Regions from separate parts of the Sus scrofa genome. Here region 2 is linked to region 1. A link is a contact called in public HiChIP or PLAC-seq data. All regions are on one chromosome and are shown on one strand. The core of a region is the stretch at or near the end of the contact, and the rest is flanking DNA. Distances in the headings are between cores, read along the strand shown. Region 1 holds the start of CAPZA2 (capping actin protein of muscle Z-line alpha subunit 2). Region 2 holds the start of TES (testin LIM domain protein).

Region 1 (4,572 bases), core at 1,078-3,577:
TAACTAGGGCTAGAACCAAGATCAAACTACAGGATTTACTGATTATAAAGTCTGTACACCTTGCCACTAGAGTACATGGCAAAACTCCATGGAGAAATGTTCTATAGGGCCCTAGAGGAAGAAATCACTAGCTTTAGCTAAAGGATTCAATGTAGGATTCTTAATGAAAAGAGTGTTTTTTTTCTTTTTCTTCATCATAAAATAACTGATTATCAAAAATACCAGAGCAATTCTACTTGCATTCATATAATGGTCTTTCCATATGTATACCTATTTTGTGTGATGGCTTGAAATCTTCCCAGAATTCCTATGTTATGTGAATTGTGTAATTCCTTTTAATTATATCAAGAGAGTGATACTGGGAGGTTTTTGAAAGTATTATCAGAAATTATGCATAATTGCTGGTTGTGTCACTTTGGGGAACCACATGTAAAGTATTACCAAGGTTACAATAATAAACAGAGTCTGACTCAAATTATTCTGGAGTAAGAAAGCACGCTAACCAAGCAGCACATTTACTGAGTACCCACTGTGTACAAATTATCGATATTGGGTATTGCTGAGTAAACAGAAAACAAAAGGAAAGAAAGAAAGAAAAAAATCCCTTGAAACGTTATTTATGAAATAGGTGATAGTGAATATAACGGATGAGATAGGAGCGCAATTGCCTTCATTAAGTTTTGTTTGGTGGAGAGTGCCTAGGTTTTAGAGAGAGAGAGAAAGGTCTCAAAGTGGGAAGAATAAAGGATACAGGATATGATGCTTGGGTTCTAATCCCAATTTCACCACCTACGTGCAACCTTGGGCAAATTCTGCTCCTGTAAAATGTGCGTAATAATACTGATAAATACTTTGCTTCATGAAGCTCAGTGAGAAATCAATGAAGAAATGACTTGTAAACTGTAAAAGAGTAAATGTTATTTACATCCAGTGAGGTCTCTGACCAAACCGTGTGGTTTATTCTTTATCACCTTTTCTCTGCATGAGTCAGCAAGCTTCTGCTTCCTATTCTCTCCTCAAATGGACTATGAGCTTTTTAGTAGCATGGCTTCTATTTGCTTTCCAAATGCAAGAAACTATGATTTGCATACCATGACCATTCCGTAAATTACTTTAAATAATAGAGTTTTGCATAGACACACATTTGAGTTCTTTAAGGTAATTTCACATGTGTCATTTACTTTCAGCTGTCAGATTCATCTTGCTAGACATATTTTTGATGATGTCATGTCACTATTCAAAAGTTGTCAACGGTGTCTCATTTTCTACTGTAATGTCTTTTTAATTGAGATATAATTGACATGTAACATTGTATTAGTTTTAGGTGTACGACATAATGATTAAAGTCTTAAACTCTATCTGAACTCCAAGACCTTGCTACCCAATCTGTAGTCTCCAGACCAGTAGTGCTGGCGTCATCTGGGAGCTTGTTAGAAATGCACTTCCCGTGGTGGCTCATGGGGTTAGGAACCCAACTAGTATTCATGAGGATGCAGGTTTGATTCCTGGCCTCACTCTGTGGGTTAACAATCTGTCCTTGTTGCCAGCGGTGGCATTAGGTCTCAGACGTGGCTTGGATTTGGCATTGCTGTGGCTGTGGCATAGGCCAGCAGCTGCAGCTCCTATTGGACCCCTAGCGTTGGAACTTCCATAACTTTGTGTTCCCATGCAATAGTACAGGGACTTCCCTAACTCAATACATGTTTAAAGAACAGACGATGAGTTTCTTCAAAACTGAGGTTTCTCTAGTTTTTGTTTAACATGGCGTATCTTCAGAGACTAACACAATACCCCCACACAATAAAGGACCAATAAACATTTTTTAACGAATATATCCCGAACATTTTCCAATTATGTTCCAGGTTGTATGTGCATTTTTAATGACAGCTGAATATTTTTCTCTTAATTTTTAAAACCAGAATATTTAAAAGCTTCTATTTATGCACTTTTTCACATTTTAGCCGGCATTGTTCAGGACTTGATGGGAACATAATCAAGGGCTCAGGATGTACTCGTCGCAGACTGGGTCCATATGGTCACTGGTGGGGAGAGAATCCTAAACTCATGATGCTGACAAGCCTGCAGCAGGCGGCAGCAAGCAACTGCTTCCCACTCCCGGCCGCCGAGAGATCTGCGCACGCGCATAGCCGTGCTTGGGCTCCGCCGGCCGGGAGGAGGGAGGCGGGGCTGCGGGGCGCGTGCGCGACGGCCTGGGCTGCGGCCCCTCCCTTGGCGGGGGCGCGCGGCGCGGAGGACCGCACGGGAAGGGGGAAGTCAGGTGGCTGCCACCGCTGCCGCCGCGCCGCGATCTGTCGCCGGAAGGAAAATGGCGGATTTGGAAGAGCAGTTGTCTGATGAGGAGAAGGTAAGGGCCGCGGAGGCGGCGGAACCCGTCGGTCGCGGAGCCAGCAGAGCCCCTTGGTCTCAGCCCAGAGTCTGGCAGCCGAGGAAGGGCATTGGTCGGTGCCCTCGGCTGCTCTTCCTTCCCATCCTTGCTGCGCCCAAGTGCCTGCTCCTGTCAGTCACCCGAGGCCCGGCGCGGGGGCAGGTCTCAGCCGGGCCTGCTCGCTCCGCTCCTTGTAGGGTGTGTGCTCCGAAAATAGGAAGCGGGAGCTGGGCGGCGGCGCCGCCTGGCGCGGCGGGCGGGGGTGGGGGGCGCGGAGGGCGGCGGCCGCGGGGGACCCTCTCCCCGCGCCAGGGCCGCGGGGCCCTGCGCTGGGGTCTGCGGACTGCGGAGGGGTCTGGGTCCCCTCCCGGGAGCGGCTCAAGGGTAGTAGCCAGCCCGAAGGCCTGGCCGAAGAGTGTGGCTGGGGTGAGGGGGAAGGAGGGGGAAATCGCTTAGAAAGCAGACCTTCACTTCTCGCTTCTACTCCCTCCTCCCGCAAGCAAATTGTGTTCTTTCCTGGGTTCTCCGTTTCTCGCTTTTACCGGTGGAAATCTCTCTCCCTTTTTTTTTCTTGTTTTCTTTTTCCAGTTTTAGCTGTAGGCTTTGCAGTTCCCACATTCCCCTGAAGACAACGAAGTTGCTCCCAAAAAGAAAGCCCACCCCCCCCCGCCCCAGTTGTTTGCCGCGCCTGCTGGCAGCAGCCCCCCTGGGGACAGATTTGGTGGCGCCCCATAGTCCTGCTAGGACTTCTTCCGAAAAGGGGAGGTTGTGCAACTCCTTTTACTGTATCTTAGATGCTGTGACAGCATTGGAACTGGATGAACGACTTAAGTTCTGAGGCATTTGAAGTCAGAAATCTGATCATTGAACTGGTTCTCTTATTGGCGGTTTCCTTTGGCCACTCTGAGGCCCCATTCCCTAGTGTGGTGGTGGTGGGGGGTACCCTACTAATTTTGAGTATTTCCTGGAAAGGACCTTGATGTTTCTCAAACTTGGAAGTAACTGACGTAACTGTGAATAAAATCGAGTGTTCGAAGTTTTCACTCTTAATTTAACAAGGCTCATTTTCTTTTTTTAAGTTCCCAAGCATTACAGCCATGTCTGAAACACAAAAACATACTGGTGTTTAAGAAATCCTCTTGTAAGTCTAAGGATATTTTCGGTTGGAACACTCTGATCCAAGTGTTTTTCTATCTTGTGTGCTTGCACCGAAATGTGATGTTCCACCTTCTTCCCAGTGTGAATGTGCAGCAGTCAGCCTTATCTTCGATTTCGGAAATCTTTCTTCCCTCTGTGCTCTTTGGTGAAAGTGATAATAAAACGACAAAATGGGGAGAGCCAAGATTTTCCATATTCCACAGGTCTGGTAGGCAGACCCCTATATACACAAAAGTTGCTGTGCAGTATTCACATGTGTAGTATTGGTAAATAACCATAAGTAACTAACTGAAAATGTATGCCGACGGGCACACACATTTAAAATTAAGTAGTGCTAGGAAGTTTTTTAAAGGGATTGTCATGTTTTTATTGTTTTTATTCTGCTGTTTGTAAGTAGTGATTAGTAGCTCAAGTGGCTAGAAATTTAGCTGAGGAGCGAGTACTCAGTGTGGGAGTTAATATAGACCTGCCAATGTACTGTAAAGGCCTGAAATAGCGAATTTTTTTCAAAATGAAATAACAAGATTTCTTATTATCAAGCACTTGCGGGCCACTAGCTTCCATAAAGGTGTGCGTGGGTGTTGGGGGGGAGGTGTCTTATTCTCTATGCTTGCCCAATACTATGTTTTAAGAGTAAGTGAAAGAAAATTCTAATTTGAAGGAATTTGGTGCTTTTGTTTTTATTTCCAATTTTGTAAGACGATTCTGTAGATATTTTACACATGGATTTCGAATTACTTTTTTTAGTAATTTAAGATAAATATTAACCAAACTGTGGGACTACATTCAAGTAACTGGTAAACTAACATTCTTGTTAATTCAGTTATTTAAATGTTCTTTTTTTGTTTGTTTTTGTTTTTTTGTTTTTTGTCTTTTTGCTATTTCTTGGGCCACTCCCGCGGCATATGGAGGTTCCCAGGCTAGGGGTCGAATCGGAGCTGTAGTCACTGGCCTACCCAGAGCCACAGCAACGTGGGATCTGAGCCGCGTCTGCAACCTACACCACAGCTCACGGCAACGCCGGATCG
Region 2 (4,572 bases), core at 801-3,300, 570 kb before region 1:
TGTCATTACTAAACCTCGTGTTCATTGGAGCTTATATGGGGTAAACTTTGTAGGGGCCCAAACATTTTAGGATGGTTTGGGAGAATGGGATGGGAAAGTTTTACTTCAACAGTGAGAAGAAAAATTAATGACCATTTCGATCATTCCATTTTAGTTTATTAATAGAATAAGGAAAGCAGGCACATTATAAATCAATGTTCTGTTTGTTACTGAACTGAACTTGGGTATGCTCATACAAAGCATAGCAAAGCCAGTCTACTAACACCAGGTTGTGGCTAAGTAAAGTATAGCATTTACTACAAGGTGCCAAGCAAGAAGAACAAGCAGCTAATGCTCAAAAGACCAGAACTCCTCGATGAATTTTAGGGAAGGATTTTTAAGGCAATATTAAGGGTTGCTGGGTGTCTGACAAGCTTGCACATAATTCTCTGATTGGTTGATGGTGAAGTAACAGAATGTTGTTTTCAAATCCCAATCATCAACCTTCTAGTTCCAACTTGTTTGGGTTCTACATGCTGGTGGTCAGCAGGTTTTAATTTGGGGATCTGGTTTCTGTAAAAACAACTCAAGGATATGGCTCAGGATATTATCTATAACCCTTAAGGAGAAAATAAAGGTCCTTGACTTAATTTTATAGCTAACCTATTCTTATTTTGTCTTGCTTGACTGTTTTCCTGTTTCCTTTGTTTTTCATTTCTCTGATTAAATTTGCCCTTTACAACTTGGGAAAGGCCTAGGAAGCTAAAGCTCTTCTACAAACAAAAGGTGAGGTATACCAGGGGTCTGTCCCAGGGAAGGCCCAACACGGTCTTGCTTGGTTTCATATTGAACAACATTAATGAATAGCCAAGTAAGCAAAGGGTTGAAAGTGTTGGCTAAAATTGGGGTGTTTTCAGATACCAAATTTCCAGGGATAAAGTGAAGAGAAATCTGGACCTAAATATCTATATGATTTGGGACTTTTTCCTTTTTAAGAGTAGATGCCAGATTAGGAGGTCATTTGCTATCTGACCATTATAATTTTTTTTTTTTGTCATTATGATGAACTGGAAAACAAAACAAAACAAAACAAAAAGGACTCTTTTAATTAGTCAAAATGCAGTGCTTATGATCTCAAATAGGCTGGAGACATTGCGTACAGACTCATCAGTACTAACTAGCTCTGCCCCCCAAAAGACTAAGAAATTGGGCAGATTCCTGTTCCTCTGGGTTCCTCGGCTCCAGCAAAATGAGAAAGCTAGACTCAGTAATCCCTGGGATTCCTTCCAGATCCACCAAGCTAATGGTACTCATTGCAAACGCACCCAAATGAGGTCATGAAATGGATCCAGCTTTAGTGCTCCAGTCCTGCTTGTAACCAATCCCTATGAAACTGCTTCTCAACACAGGAGGCACATGAGTAGCCTCACACTCTTTCACACAGCAGGGACAAAGAGCAAAGCTTCTACTTCCAAAGAATGGCATAACCTGTCTCTGAAGTGATTCACGTTATCCTCTTTTTTGAACTCTAGAATGCCCAGAAAACATATAATCATCTTCATTGCCTTTAAGGCTGTGAGATGAGGTTTCCTGCCAATGGAGAAAAGCATTTAAGAAAAAGCCGTCTCCACAACTCAACTGTGAAATTAGAGTGCAACGTCCATCACAGGGATCCCTAACAACCTTCAAAATCTCCTGTCTTTTTCTTTGCTCTGAAAATAAACCAAGAAGCTAGTAGTGGGGTAACACTCCACTGGACACATATCTAAGTTCTCAAGCAAAACAGGTACCAGCTGTCAGAATGGAAAGGGCTCGTCCTCATCTTTGCTGTAGGTAGGACGGTCTCCAATTTTTATGAGGAGGGAGGCAGACAGACGCCCAGCGCAACCAGAGACGAGGTTAGAGCTGCAGGATTGCTCTCGGGAGGGCGCCGCCCCAGACTCGGCCCCGCCCCTCACCTTGCCTGCGCGGCGCTCGGGTAGCGAAGGTGCGTGCGGCGCTCGGTGATTGGCGGCTGCCCGGCGAGGCCTGGCTGCCATTGGCTGCACAGACCTCTTTGTTCCTGGTCTCCGCCGCAGGCCCGCTACAGCGGACTGGGCGGCGGAAGTTTGACGGCGCGGGGCGAGTGGCTGCGGCTGCGGGGCGGGAGTCCTGGCAGATCCCCCGAGTACCCGCAGCAGTGCCGGAGCTCGGGCGCGCGGTCGTGAGATCCGGAGGAGAGGAGGAGCCCCTCTGACACATAAACATGGACCTGGAAGCCAAAGTGAAGAAGGTAGGGAAGTGCGGGCGGCGGACGGTGGCCGCTTCACCTGAGCCGGGCGCCGCCCCCTAGCTGCCGGCTGCGGATGGGGCGCACGGGCCGCTGGGCGCCAGCGAGTTCAGGAGTTCCGGAGCTCCGGGCCCAGGTACCCGAACCTCTGGTTAGAGGGGCTGCCCAGCTGCCCTGCTAACTCCTGAAACCCAGGAGGGACGGAGAGTCGCGCACGTGAGCGAGGGCGACCGCGGGACATTTCTCCCTGTCTAACCATGTCCAACAGTTGGAGGTGTTTGAAACTTTCCTTGAGATGTTTCAGCTGCGCCTGTGCCGCCCTAAAAAAAGGATGAGGTTAGGGCGGGTTCGGGCGAGACCGTGACACTACATCTTCCTGTCTCAGGAAGTTCAACTTATTAAGTCTGTGGTTTGGGGTCACTGATGTGCCTTTGACAGCCTAGACCTCACTCCCCCCCCGCCCCGCTTGACTGTCCGAGGCGCTCTAGAGTGAGCGTTGATTTAATGTGCTTCCTTTGCACCCGAAGCTTGTGATAACGTGAAAGGTGATGATTTTTTCCTTTTTCTTCTTTTTTTTTGGTCATTCATTACTTGACTTCCAAAGTACTGCCTCCATCTTAGGGAGTTATCTTCAAAACAAAACAAAACAAAACAAACAAACAAAAAAATCTTCTTCTTTGACAGCTAGCCCCAAAGGACAATTGCCACCAGTGGTTTACCTCTAGGATAAGTTTCCTGCCCGGTAGTCCTTCAGGTCAGGATCCACTGCCCTACCTGAGCCACTCCCTGGTTTTGGGAGCCTCACGTTTCCTGGGAGAAAGGGGTGGGGACCAGACTGTGACTCAAAAGGAATGTTGATGTCACATTCCAGTGTAAAGTTCTGTGTTAAAGGTCCCATTCCAGGGAATTGCTCATATTTACTTTGCGGTAAATTTAAGCTAACTGCTCCTTATCAAATAAGGAAGGAAGTTTTGCAGAGAGACAAAAGGAGAAAAAATAGAGAGAACTTAATTTTCTTCTCTTGCCAAATGTGGTTGCCAACATTGCTATTATTTAATCTTCTAAAGACGGAGTCCTCATCTGAGCGTTAATTGTTTCACGCGAAGTGGCGTTTTGAAAATGTATACAAACGCAAAATATTAGGTTAGGAGGCTGTTGAAAAATAGAAACCTGAGGTGGGAAAAACAAAAGTTTGCCTCTTATTGCTACAATGGGCACTCAAAAGGAAATCCAAGGAGGGAAAACTTAATGTAAATTCTGAAAATATCGTGATTGCATTCTGTTGTCTTCCAGTTTGGTTTCTTCTTAGCTTTTAGATGACACTAAAAAGTTTTGTTAATCTTGCTTGCCACTAGAAAGTATTTCGTTTGCCACTTAATTAGCCTTCTATTGATGAACGCTGCTTATTTTGTTTTTCAGGTGGGTAAGAGCTACTACTTAATTTAGTACTTGTCTAAAATTTGGGGAGTCCTGTCTGTGCTTATAAATAATGATTCAAAAATGGCTTTTAACGTATCAACATCATTTGGGAGGGAGGGATGAATAGGTGAAGCATAGAGGACTTTTTAGGGCAAGGAAACTATGCTGTATGCTGTTGTAATGATGGATACCTGTCATTATATATTTGTGAAAATCCATAGAATGAACAACACCAAGAGTGGACCTTAAAGTAAGCTATGGACGTTGGGAGATAATGATGTGCCAATAGAGGTTCATCAGTAGTAACAAACATATGACTCTCACATGGCATACTGATAATGAGGGAGCTCTGAAAGGGAGTAGGGAGATATATGGGAATGCTGTACCTTCTGCTAAATTTTGCTGTGAACCTAAAACAGCTCTGAAAAATAAGATCTACTTAAAAGGAAAAATTGAAAGTCAATATCCAAAACTGATTTCAAAATTATTTGAAACAAAGAAGTAATTCTGAGGGAGAAAGTCCAGAGTTAAGAATTATTTGTACTAGCAAGGGAAAATTTCAGACATTACTTATGAACAATTTCCTTAGTCTCAGAATGTGTATTATGATAAATAATGCTCTTGATATATGGTATAATTTTTCTTCTCAATTTCCTCTTTACTTTAAAAGGTTATCTTTTCAGTTAAGAATCATATTCTTCTTTCTAATCCTCCTCCTCCCCTTCCCTCACCCCCAGGGAAAAGGGATTCCATGAATTTAAAGCTTTTACAGATAATACCCTGACAGTAACAAATACTTGTTTGACTACCTTGTTTGTCATTCTCAGGACGGAGTCCTCAACTGGTAAATTGAAAAGTACTAAAAGATCCCAAAGATGTCCAGTTTGACTGCCAACCACACCCTC

Evidence for each region. HiChIP or PLAC-seq counts read pairs in DNA pulled down with a chosen protein or histone mark.
Region 2: a contact with region 1 is called in an H3K27ac HiChIP or PLAC-seq map of skeletal muscle, with 4 times the contacts expected there. The contact joins the promoter of TES here to the promoter of CAPZA2 in region 1. A contact is called at or near these places in 1 of 5 promoter capture datasets (liver) and 1 of 2 datasets of contacts at active chromatin or transcription factors (skeletal muscle).

What each region holds. Positions count from the first base shown.
Region 1 is chr18:29,362,817-29,367,388 of Sscrofa11.1, reverse strand. It overlaps CAPZA2 (capping actin protein of muscle Z-line alpha subunit 2), which reads left to right and starts at 2,327. Exons shown (of 10, transcript NM_001097455.1): 1 at 2,327-2,365. The coding sequence starts at 2,327.
Region 2 is chr18:29,933,726-29,938,297 of Sscrofa11.1, reverse strand. It overlaps TES (testin LIM domain protein), which reads left to right and starts at 2,050. Exons shown (of 7, transcript NM_001123200.1): 1 at 2,050-2,251. The coding sequence starts at 2,225.